Linked DNA regions of Rattus norvegicus: region 1 is linked to region 2. A link is a contact called in public Hi-C data. All regions are on one chromosome and are shown on one strand. Each heading gives the region's core, a stretch centred on a gene start, on an enhancer-like site or on the middle of the called end of the contact. The rest is flanking DNA. Distances are from core to core; before and after follow the strand shown.

What was found. Hi-C and Micro-C count contacts between places; a contact is called where the count stands out from the background.
Region 1: a Hi-C map of liver shows a contact between it and region 2, with 4 times the contacts expected there. The contact joins the promoter of Irf2bp1 here to the enhancer-like site in region 2. A contact is called at or near these places in 4 of 12 Hi-C or Micro-C datasets (the A7r5 cell line, kidney and liver).

Annotation. Positions count from the first base shown.
Region 1 is chr1:87,778,897-87,783,488 of GRCr8, reverse strand. It overlaps Irf2bp1 (interferon regulatory factor 2 binding protein 1), which reads right to left and starts at 2,707. Exons shown (of 1, transcript NM_001107483.1): 1 at 6-2,707. The coding sequence starts at 2,334. The coding sequence ends at 580.
Region 2 is chr1:87,665,863-87,670,755 of GRCr8, reverse strand. Ccdc61 (coiled-coil domain containing 61) reads left to right here. Exons shown (of 14, transcript NM_001106229.1): 6 at 1,921-2,131; 7 at 2,216-2,298; 8 at 2,745-2,905; 9 at 2,992-3,067; 10 at 3,508-3,662; 11 at 3,748-3,826; 12 at 3,999-4,059; 13 at 4,708-4,780. Among named protein-coding and RNA genes, the nearest start is that of Pglyrp1, 8.4 kb to the right of the region's middle. Within about 2 kb of position 2,290, at least 58 of the 93 cell types and tissues checked have an H3K27ac peak or open chromatin away from gene starts, as enhancers often do. A contact at or near this core is called in kidney and liver, where this site is marked.

The DNA of each region.
Region 1 (4,592 bases), core at 1,458-3,957, 110 kb before region 2:
CCGGCCTCGACTACACCTTTTAATCAGAGCACAGCAAATGTACACTACTACAAACAGCCGCCCACTGGACAAAAGGCGCCACCTAGTGGTCACAACGCAGAAGTCCTCTCTCTTAGGACAAGTCCAATCCCGAAGGGGGCGCAGCATCTCATAAAACTAAAGGGACCAAGAAGGGGGAAAAAAAACAACCCATCTCTCAGTTTATTGAAGGAAAAAAAGGGTGGGAGAAGGGAACAATAAAATGCTTTTGCTTCGTTTATAAAGAGCGAGTTCTCAGGAGGTCCCTTTCAAGGACAAGCGGGGTACCTCTTCCCCCAACTACCAACAGCAGGAAAGCCAAGCCAAGAAAGGAGAAAGAAACTGGAGGGGCCCAGGAACTCCAAACACCCGCTCTGACAGGAGCCACAAGCTCTCTCCCCCCACCCACAATGTATCTACCCCAGGGGACCCATCTGGGCAGAGGAAAGGGTATCTACACAGGTTAGGGTGGTACTGGGCTGGGTGGGGTAGGGAATAATTTATCCGCAGTCGCGGAGGATGGTTAAGGGGGAGGGGAAGCAGCCTGACGGCAGTGGCAACCTAGGGGTCCCTTTCTTTCTTGACCTTGATGTCACCAGCAAGGATGGTAGCGATCTCGCCCTGCATGAAGGCCCAGGGGACAGAGGAACCCACCAGTGGGCATTTGTCTCCACTGGGGCAGTACACCTCTCCAGCTGGACCCTGTGCCTTGATGAACTCTCGGGAGCAAGGAAAGCAGAACTTGTGTCCAGGTACCGAGGGACACTGCACGAAGTGGGTGTCTTCCAGCCTTTCTCTGCACAGGGTACAGCACAAGGGGGCTCCAGGGGTCGCCCCTGTGCCGCTACCACCCCCGCTGACAGCTTCAGCCCCGGCCGTGGGACTGACTTCTGCCTCTCCATTGCGTGCCACTAGACGATGCTGGGTTGGTGGCTGGGTCGTGGAGGAAGCTGCAGGGCTAGCACCCCCTGCACGGACAGAGCCTCCACCCCCACCAGGGTCCTTGGGTGAGTGGCCCAGAGCCTCCGCCACATTCTTAAGGGCAGCAATAGGTGAAGGCACACCAGGGGTCTCTGTAGAGTATGGACCGCCTGGTGCCACCCAGTGCCGCTGTTGCTGCTCCTCCGTGGTCATCTTCCCAGCTGTCTCGCCCTCGGGCTCAGGGGATGCTTTGCGACGTCGTGGTGTGGGTGCCAGGTTCCGGGATGGGGCTCTCGGTGGTGGGCCACACAGAGCAGCAGGGGCCGGTTCTGGGTACTGCTGGGGCAGGGCCTCCGCAGGAGCAGGCTCTCGGAAGCTTCGGACCCCATCGGTAAGTAGCTCTCCCAACTGGCGCCATTCCCCTGAGCCGTGGCGGCGTTCATATTCGAGGTACTTGAAGCCCGATGAGGCCAGGGCCTTCCCTGGCTCTCGAAGAGCATCATGAAACATCTGGCGAGCCACTGCAAGGACCCCCGCGTACACATTGCCAGAACCACAGGGATACTCGGTGAAGAGCTTCAGCTCAAACTCATAGCCAGGAGGGCGGGCAGTGGCATCAAAGGCAAATACCCGTCCCACCAGCCCATGGTCCTTCTTGAATCGGACATTGAAAGGGGCACAGGCGGACAGCGCCAGTAGCTGTTCCCTTACAGCCTTGGGACGCCCATGCCACTCCTCCGCCCGGCCCCGCATGGCCTCGTTCAGTTCTGCCAAACAGTCCGCATTCCTCTGCTGCTTCTCCTTCTCGAAATCGGAGCCGAAAAGTGGACGAGCGGGGCTTAAGCCAGGTGCCAGCGTCAGAGCTCGGCCTCCGAGGCCAGACACTGCAGCTGCCAGCAGCCCGGGGGGCATCAGGCTGGGGATGGAGCCAAGCAAAGCCCTGCGTGCCCCTTCCGCCACAGCCTCCTCCCGGCCCAGCCCGTTGGCCAAGCGGGACCCCAGGGTGTACTCCAAAGCCGGCGAAGGCAGCGCCAGGCGGCTGGATGAAGTAGCCCTGTCATAGCGGTCCGGGCCTGAGACGCTACCTCCGGTCCCCGATGGCTGCGCCTGGGCCTGCGGGGGTGGCAACTGGGAGCCCTGGGAGCCCGTGGAGGCCAGGTCCTTGGAGGTCGGGTGCTTGAGAGCCGGGGGTCCCGGCGAGCGGCCCTCGGGGAGCACGTGGCTGCGCTTGAGCTGGCGGGCAGCGTCGATGAGCAGCTCGATGCGGTCCGCGCCCTCGAAATTCACGCACCCGCGGCACACGGCCTCGCTGAAGTCCCACACCATGGCCCACGGCATCTTGGGCAGGTCGCACAGGTAGCACCACTGGCGGCGGGACGCTTGCACGGACGCCATGGCGCCCCCCGGAGCGCCGCCAGGTGCCCCCGCTGTGCACCCGCCGCCCACGTTCACTCCGCCGTGCCCCGGGACCGGCGCGCGAGCCGCTCAGTCGGGCCTCCGGCTCGGCCTCCCCGCCGGATTCAGGCCCGGCCCCCCTTCCCCGCCCCCTGGGCCCTCAGCCTTTTTTTTTTTTTTTCTCACTCCCGCCTCCGGTGGAGAAGGCAAGCCACGAGCACGCACGTCGGCGCCCCCGTCCGGTCCGCGCCGCGAGCCGAGATGCACAGCTCCAGCTCCTGAATGGGCCTCGGGCGCCGCCGCCCCAGGCTCCCGCCGCTTCGCTCGCGCCGCCGCCGACGCCGCTGCAACGGCCGCCGTCGCCTCCTCCTCCTTCTTCTGCCCCAGAGGCCGCTTCGCAGGGAAAGTTACATAACGCGCGGGCAAAGCCTTCTGGGAAATGTAGTCCCGTCGGGACTGCTTCTTAAAGGGGACTGGGCAGAAAGCAGTGGCGGGAAAAGAGGGCGCGCGCTGGTCTCTGTGAGCTTAATTCTCACTGTGCCTCGACAAAAAGCCGGGGTTTGCACACAGGATCCAGGAAATGGGTAATGGTCTCATAAATGCTCGAGGTGGTTAAGTTGCAGGGCATGCAATTTTCCCCATTTTTTCTTGAGACTTGGATTTATTCCTTAGCTCAGGCTGGCCTAGAAGGCTAGCCTATGTAGCCTAGGCTGGCCTCATTCTTGCTGCAATCTCCCTGCTTCAGCCTTCTCGGTGGGTTTACAGGCCTGGGACCATACCCAGATCTCGGAAAGCAGTTTCTACTCTGATTTGCTGAGCAGGTTTAGAAAAGAGTCTTGCCCTCTCTTAGAATCCCGCCTCTTCGAGAAGGGCCAATAACGGGTTAGGAAGGCCGCAGCATTTTGGGATGGGGCGGAGAGGTTCTGATTGGACGGTTTCAAGGGGATGGTTCAGGCTACTCTCTTTGAGAGTGGCGTCTACTTAGCAGTTTGTCCTCCCACCCACTCCCCAGTGTCTTAGGTAACTAGCCTCAAGGGCTCCCCACAGGCAACAAGATGAGAAGACTGTAAGCTTCCGAGCCAGGTGCCTGCCTTAGTTTTCTCATCTGCTAAAGAATGTTCACTGAGCCTCCTAGTTCTGCTCCAGGTGCGCACGTACTTTGGTCTCTAAAGGGTTACACAGCTGGCTTCTCAGTACATCCCCAATTTCACTACAATTCCCAAAATGCTCTGCGAGATGGACGCAGTGACGTACTTCCTCTGCCTGGAAGCTTAGGGGAGGCCTTCCCAATCCTTGCCCCCCCCCCCCTTACTAGCAGGGAATTTCGCTCCCCGCCCCCCATTGGGGGCTGGGGTCGGGGGCTCTTATTACTCGTAGATTTGGAATGAAGGAGCCAAGAGTTGATTGCTGGGAAGGGCAACACCAAACCTCCAAGTGCTTAATGGCCTGGTGGGCCCAATCTGGCTCTGGGCACCCCATATTTTCTCTTCGTATTTTTTTGTAGTGTGGGGGTGGGGGAGGGAGAAGCGATGTATGTCTCCAGGTCCTAGCTCACATCAGCCCTTTCGCCTCATTCGGCCTGGGCCCCCACTGGTGCTCTCAAAACATTTTTTTTTTTTTCTGAATGTCTTGTCAGTTTGCATTCTTCCAGGTTTCCACATAGTGGAGGCTTGGCGGTTTTCTCACCCCCACCCCAGAGTAGTCACAGCAGCCCAGGCTTTCTATTTCAGCGTTACAATTTTACCTACCACCTGCATTACTATTTTAACACTCCTCCCTTAAACAAATTGCCTATTTTTGTCGTTTCCTGGGAGATACTATGTTCGCAACCATTGGTTTCGTGTACTACTGTTTATTTACTTTCTCTTGCTTATACGTGGTGCTGGGATGGAATCCAGGGCTTTATGCTAAGTGCTCTACTACTGAGATGTGCTAGTAGCCTGTATTTTTATTTTGAAACTGAGCCTTACTAGGTGGCCCAGGCTGGCTCAGGATTTCTCCTTCCTCAACCTCCTGGAGGCTGAGATTTCAAAAGTACATTAACCATGCCTGGATTTATTTATTGTTTTCTTTTTCTAGAGACAGGTCTCTGAAGCACAGGTTAGCCTTGAACTCGAAGCAAGCTTTCTTAGTACTGGAACTGCACATGTGAGCCACAATCCCTTAGCTCTTTAAGGCTGTTTAAGCCTGTTTCTTGTTCCGTACACTCCTAGGGTCTGACCCTCAGGCAGGCTATCTGTCCTTGCCTGAGTTAACCA
Region 2 (4,893 bases), core at 1,041-3,540:
CCCGCCCCCAGCCCCTCACTGGGGGATTCTAGGCAGGGGCTCTACCACTGAGCCACGCCCCCAGCCCCTCACTGGGGGATTCTAGGCAGGGGCTCTACCACTGAACCATGCCCCCAGCCCCTCACTGGGGGATCTAGGCAGAGGCTCTACCACTGAGCCACGCCCCCAGCCCCTCACTGGGGGATTCTAGGCAGGGGCTCTACCACTGAGCCACGCCCCCAGCCCCTCACTGGGGGTTACTAGGCTGGTGGTCTACCACTATTTTTCCAGTATGTTTTATTATTTTATCAGGAGGTAATGTTAACATGATCTATTGTTGCATTTAGAATTTTTTTAGTAGAAAGAGCCAGAAGGCAAGGACAGTTTTAGAAAAGGAATATACTGTCTGTTCTTACTTTTTCCTTGATTTTTTTTTTTTTTTGTTCTTTTTTTTTGGAGCTGGGGACTGAACCCAGGGCCTTGCGCTTCCTAGGCAAGTGCTCTACCACTGAGCTAAATCCCCAACCCCTTTTTCCTTGATTTTACACCCAGGTTTTTTTTTTTTTTTTTTTCTGATACTGATAAAGCATAGTTTCCAAGGAAAGTAACAATTTTTTAAATGACTATTTTTATTTTATGTGCATGGTGTCTTGCCTGCATGCCTATCTGTGAAGGTGTCAGATCCTCTGGAACTGGAGTTACAAGAGGTTGAGAGCTTCCATGATGGTGCTGGGAATCGAACCCTGGTCCTCTGGATGAGCAGCCAAAGCCGTTAACTGTTGAGCCAGCTCTCGGGCCGCAGTAACAATTGTTTTCTTTATCCTGAACAATACCAGTGCACTCACTGGTGAGACTTTGACTGCAGGTTAGATGTTTTTGCAGCCTCTTTTGCCTTGAATCTGTGTATCCCACTTGCTAAAACCCTGTATTCCAGTCACATTCTGCAGTGTTACTCTTCCTTTGGTGTACATTTGTGCCTTGGAGCCTGTTGATTGCCCCCCACCTCCCGACTTTGGTGATAGTTCCTGAGGCAGGAGGATTGCTGGGACTCAGAAATTCAAGATCAGCCTGGGCAGTATAGCCAGAGCCTACATAAAGTATTTTCACATAGTTCCAGAGTCAAAAGCTGGAGAGAGGGGTACATCCAGAGAAGTCCTGTTTCTCTACCTGTACCTCTTCTCTCCCCATAGGCAGCCCCTTCTTTATTTGAAAGTTTTTCATTTATGTTTTTTACAACTTTTTTTTCTTTTCTTTTCTTTCTTTTTTTTTTTTTTTTTTTCTAAGCTGGGGACCGAACCCAGGGCCTTGCGCTTGCTAGGTAAGCGCTCTACCACTGAGCTAAATCCCCAACCCCTTCATTTATGTTTTTAAAAGTACAAACCACCTCAGATCATTTTCAGCCTCTCCCATTTCCTTTTACAAAAGAGGACTTGGTACATACATCTGCCCTGTGTCAAATAGTAGAAATCCGCTCTCCTTTTCATGGAGGCACTTCTCTGTGGATGCACAGGGAAATCCAACTAGTTCTCCATGGATACTTGCTTACCTTTGCTTCCCTGTTTATAAGCAGCAGGGAAGGAAAGCCTTGGGTATGTGGCGTTTTCGTAAGGGTCTTTGAGCAGGGTAGTGACCTCATCAGTTTGGTTTGGCTGGCAAATAGAAGATTTGTCTGGGAAAGGTTTGGAAATGGAAACAAGGTCAGTTGAGCTGTGCTCGCTGCAGGCATCTTTTAGCCAGGTCACCATGTCATTAGGGCTTGTATGGGGGTGGGTGAAAGTCAAGTAGCTTTAGTATCCTCCTTGCTTCGGAGTGAGTTGACAGGGACAGACTCCTTCCAGGGGACTGTATTCCTCCTTCCTGGGGGACCTTAGGAACTGCCATCTGTGGAGCTCACAGAGTACTCAGTTTCCCTCTCGCTCTCCCTCCCCCCGCCCTCCGCAGGGTGACCCGCTTGGCGTCAGAGAAGCGGGAGCTGGAGGCGCAGCTGGGCCGCTCCCGAGAGGAGGCTCTGGCGGGTCGGGCAGCTCGCCAGGAAGCCGAGTCGCTGCGGGGGCTGGTGAGGGGCCTAGAGCTGGAGTTACGGCAAGAGCGTGGCCTTGGGGGTCGGGCTGCTGGCCGCCGCAGCCAGGATTGTCGCAGACTAGCTAAGGAGGTGAGGGAGCGGATGCGGTGAGGGGGCGCTGCGGTGGACCTCGGCCTGCTATGGACCTCAGCGGTCCCTGTTTTCCTTCCGCAGCTCGAGGAGGTAAAGGCGTCAGAGCGCAATCTGCGTGCTAGGCTCAAGACTCTGAATTGCGAGCTGGCTATGTACCGAAGGGGGTGAGAGGCGTGGCTCATGGGGAGGTGGGGCTAAAGGAGGGGTGGGGTGAGAAGATGGCTTTGGGGTGGGTGGGCGGGGCCTGTGGAGAATTAGGTAGGGCCTGGAGGTAGTGTCTGGAGTACAGTGGAGCCTAAGCGCTTAGTGATCTCAGGTAAGATTCAAGGAGCTAACTGCTGACCTTGATTGGCGGAGAAAGGGCTTCCAGGGAGCTGTGAGAGAAGGAGGACCTCGGAAAGAAGGATCGGTGAAGGTGTTTGGATGTAGGGAAGTAGTGGCAGGTCCTGGAAAAGAACTTGGACAAGGTGGGGTATAGAAAGGTATCTGTGAGCTGGGTAATGTTTGAGGAGATAGAATGTGGGCCTCAGGGTATAGAGGAGGTGCGCGTGGCACCAGAGTTGGTGTGGGCTAGTGAATGGGAAGCGGACAGTGGACTCAATGCTCCCAGGAGACGCACGTTGCCGGCTGGAGCCAGGGAGGACCGAGCTTTATCATCTCGGGAGCGCTCCACGTCTCGTGGTCGCACGGCCACTCGCTCCTCATCGCGGGAGAGCAACCGCGGAGCCCGGAGTCACGGCCGGCCAGCACACCCCTCACCCTCACCTACAGGTCAGTGACCGCCCCACCTCTTGCTGTGGGGGAGGCAGACAGGTGCCGGCCGGTATGCAAGCCAGCCTTTTCCCTACATTGTCTAGGTAGTCGTGTGCCCCGTTTTGACCCCACAGCCTTCGTGAAAGCCAAAGAGAAGAAGCAGAGAGAGATCAGGATGAAGTAAGTCAGTGCCAATTTCCCACCTCTGTTCTGTGCTCGGTTCTTACTTCAGTTCCTCTTCCCACCTCTCACCAACCTGTAGCTAAGCCTTGTCTCTTCTCTGGGCTCCCACTTCTCTCCCTGCTCCGTCTCCTCTCCTCCATTTTCCGTACCGAGCTAACCTCTTGGCTAACTCTGCTTTCCTCTGCTCCCATCTCCTCCCTTGGTCCTTCTTTCTTCCCTTGTCCCTGTTACCCCTGCACCCCGATTCAGCCCCCTCTCGTGGTCCCGCCCTCTCCTGAGCTCGTTTTGCTCTCCTAACCCGTCAGGTGCACTGCTCATTTTCCCCACCCACACATATCAACATCTCCAAGTGACCTCTAGCTGGCCACCGACTCTGGCTGTGGCTGGTTCCAATCCCCGCAGTAGTTGGTGTACATTCCTAGTCTCTGGTTTTCTAGGCGGCAGCAGCAGCAGCAGCAGCAGCGGAACCGAATGGGCAGTGGAGGAAGCGGGGACGGTCCATCTGTCTCATGGTCTCACCAGACTCGGCCCCCTGCTGCTGTGACCGGCCGAGGGGATGCAGCTAACCGCTCCCGGAACCGCAGCTCCTCCGGTAACCAGCTCTGAGAGGCAGTGTGGCTGCGGGCGGTGGGCGGGCCATGTGACTCCTGGGCCTCACGCCCTTCGTCTCCCCCTAGTGGACAGTTTCCGCAGCCGCTGCTCGTCAGTCAGCTCCTGCAGTGAGCTAGAGGATTTCTCCCAGTCAGTTTCCAAAAGGTAATGATTGGACTCTGGGGGAAGACACTTTGGAAAGGGTGCCTGGGGAGAGTGGAAGCAATCTTTTTCAGGGAAATTAGGTGACGGAGGTTGGAGGTCTTAAAACCACGAAGTGGGTCAGGAGGGAGGTGCCAAAGATGCTCTGTGGTCTTCGATTGCCCTCTTTTTCTAGTCGTCGTTGCCGTGGACGCGGGAAACCACCCAGCCCCATACCCTGGAGTGGGTCCAAGACGGTGAGGCTCATTCCCAGGCTGGGAGGTGGGTGGGGTAGTACTAAACCACAGAAGATAAGCCATCATCTATATTCTATGATTCTCTAGCCTGGGGATACCAGGTTGTAGAGGGGAATCTAGAATGACCCTTGAAGAAGGGTGTTTGGGCTTGGTGGGCAAAATCTTAGTGGCCACAGTATGTTGCTTTAAGTTTTGGACTGAAGATGTGGCTCAGTCGGTAGACTACCCTTCTGGTAAAGGCCCTGGGTTCTGTATAAAGAGGGTGGGTAGAGTGGCATTCAAACCAGCACTCAGGAGGTGGAGGCAGGAGCGTTCAAAGTCTAAGATCAGCTTTGGCTATCCAGTGAGTTTGAGGCCCACCCGGGGTACATGAGATCTTGGATCAAAAGGAAAAAGGAAAAATACTCTCTTCTCAAATGACACCAGATCCTCGCACCCGGCATCTCCTCTGTCACGACTAAGGGAGCCTGGTCAGCCTCTCTGTGCCTCAGGCTTTTCCAGTTCACCTTTTGGATGGCTCTTGTGTCAGAAGGAGGTTCTTGATTCAGTGGCGACCTGTAGACCCTCAGATTCAGAGTCCCCGTGGGACTTGGGGGATGGGAGTAGAAGGGGGTTTCCTGACTCCTTTCCTGCTCCTCTTATTACCAGAAGTCTACCACTCGAGAACGCAACAATCACCAGAGACACTTGGCCAGCTCTGGGGCCTGGGTCCCCATCAAAGGTGAGCCCAGGGTGTCCCATATTTGTCCCTCCTGTCCGGTCCTTATCTCAGAACCGTTTGGGGTGATAACAAGTTTATTGGTCCTTGCTGTACTGGCCCTTCATGGTCCCCAC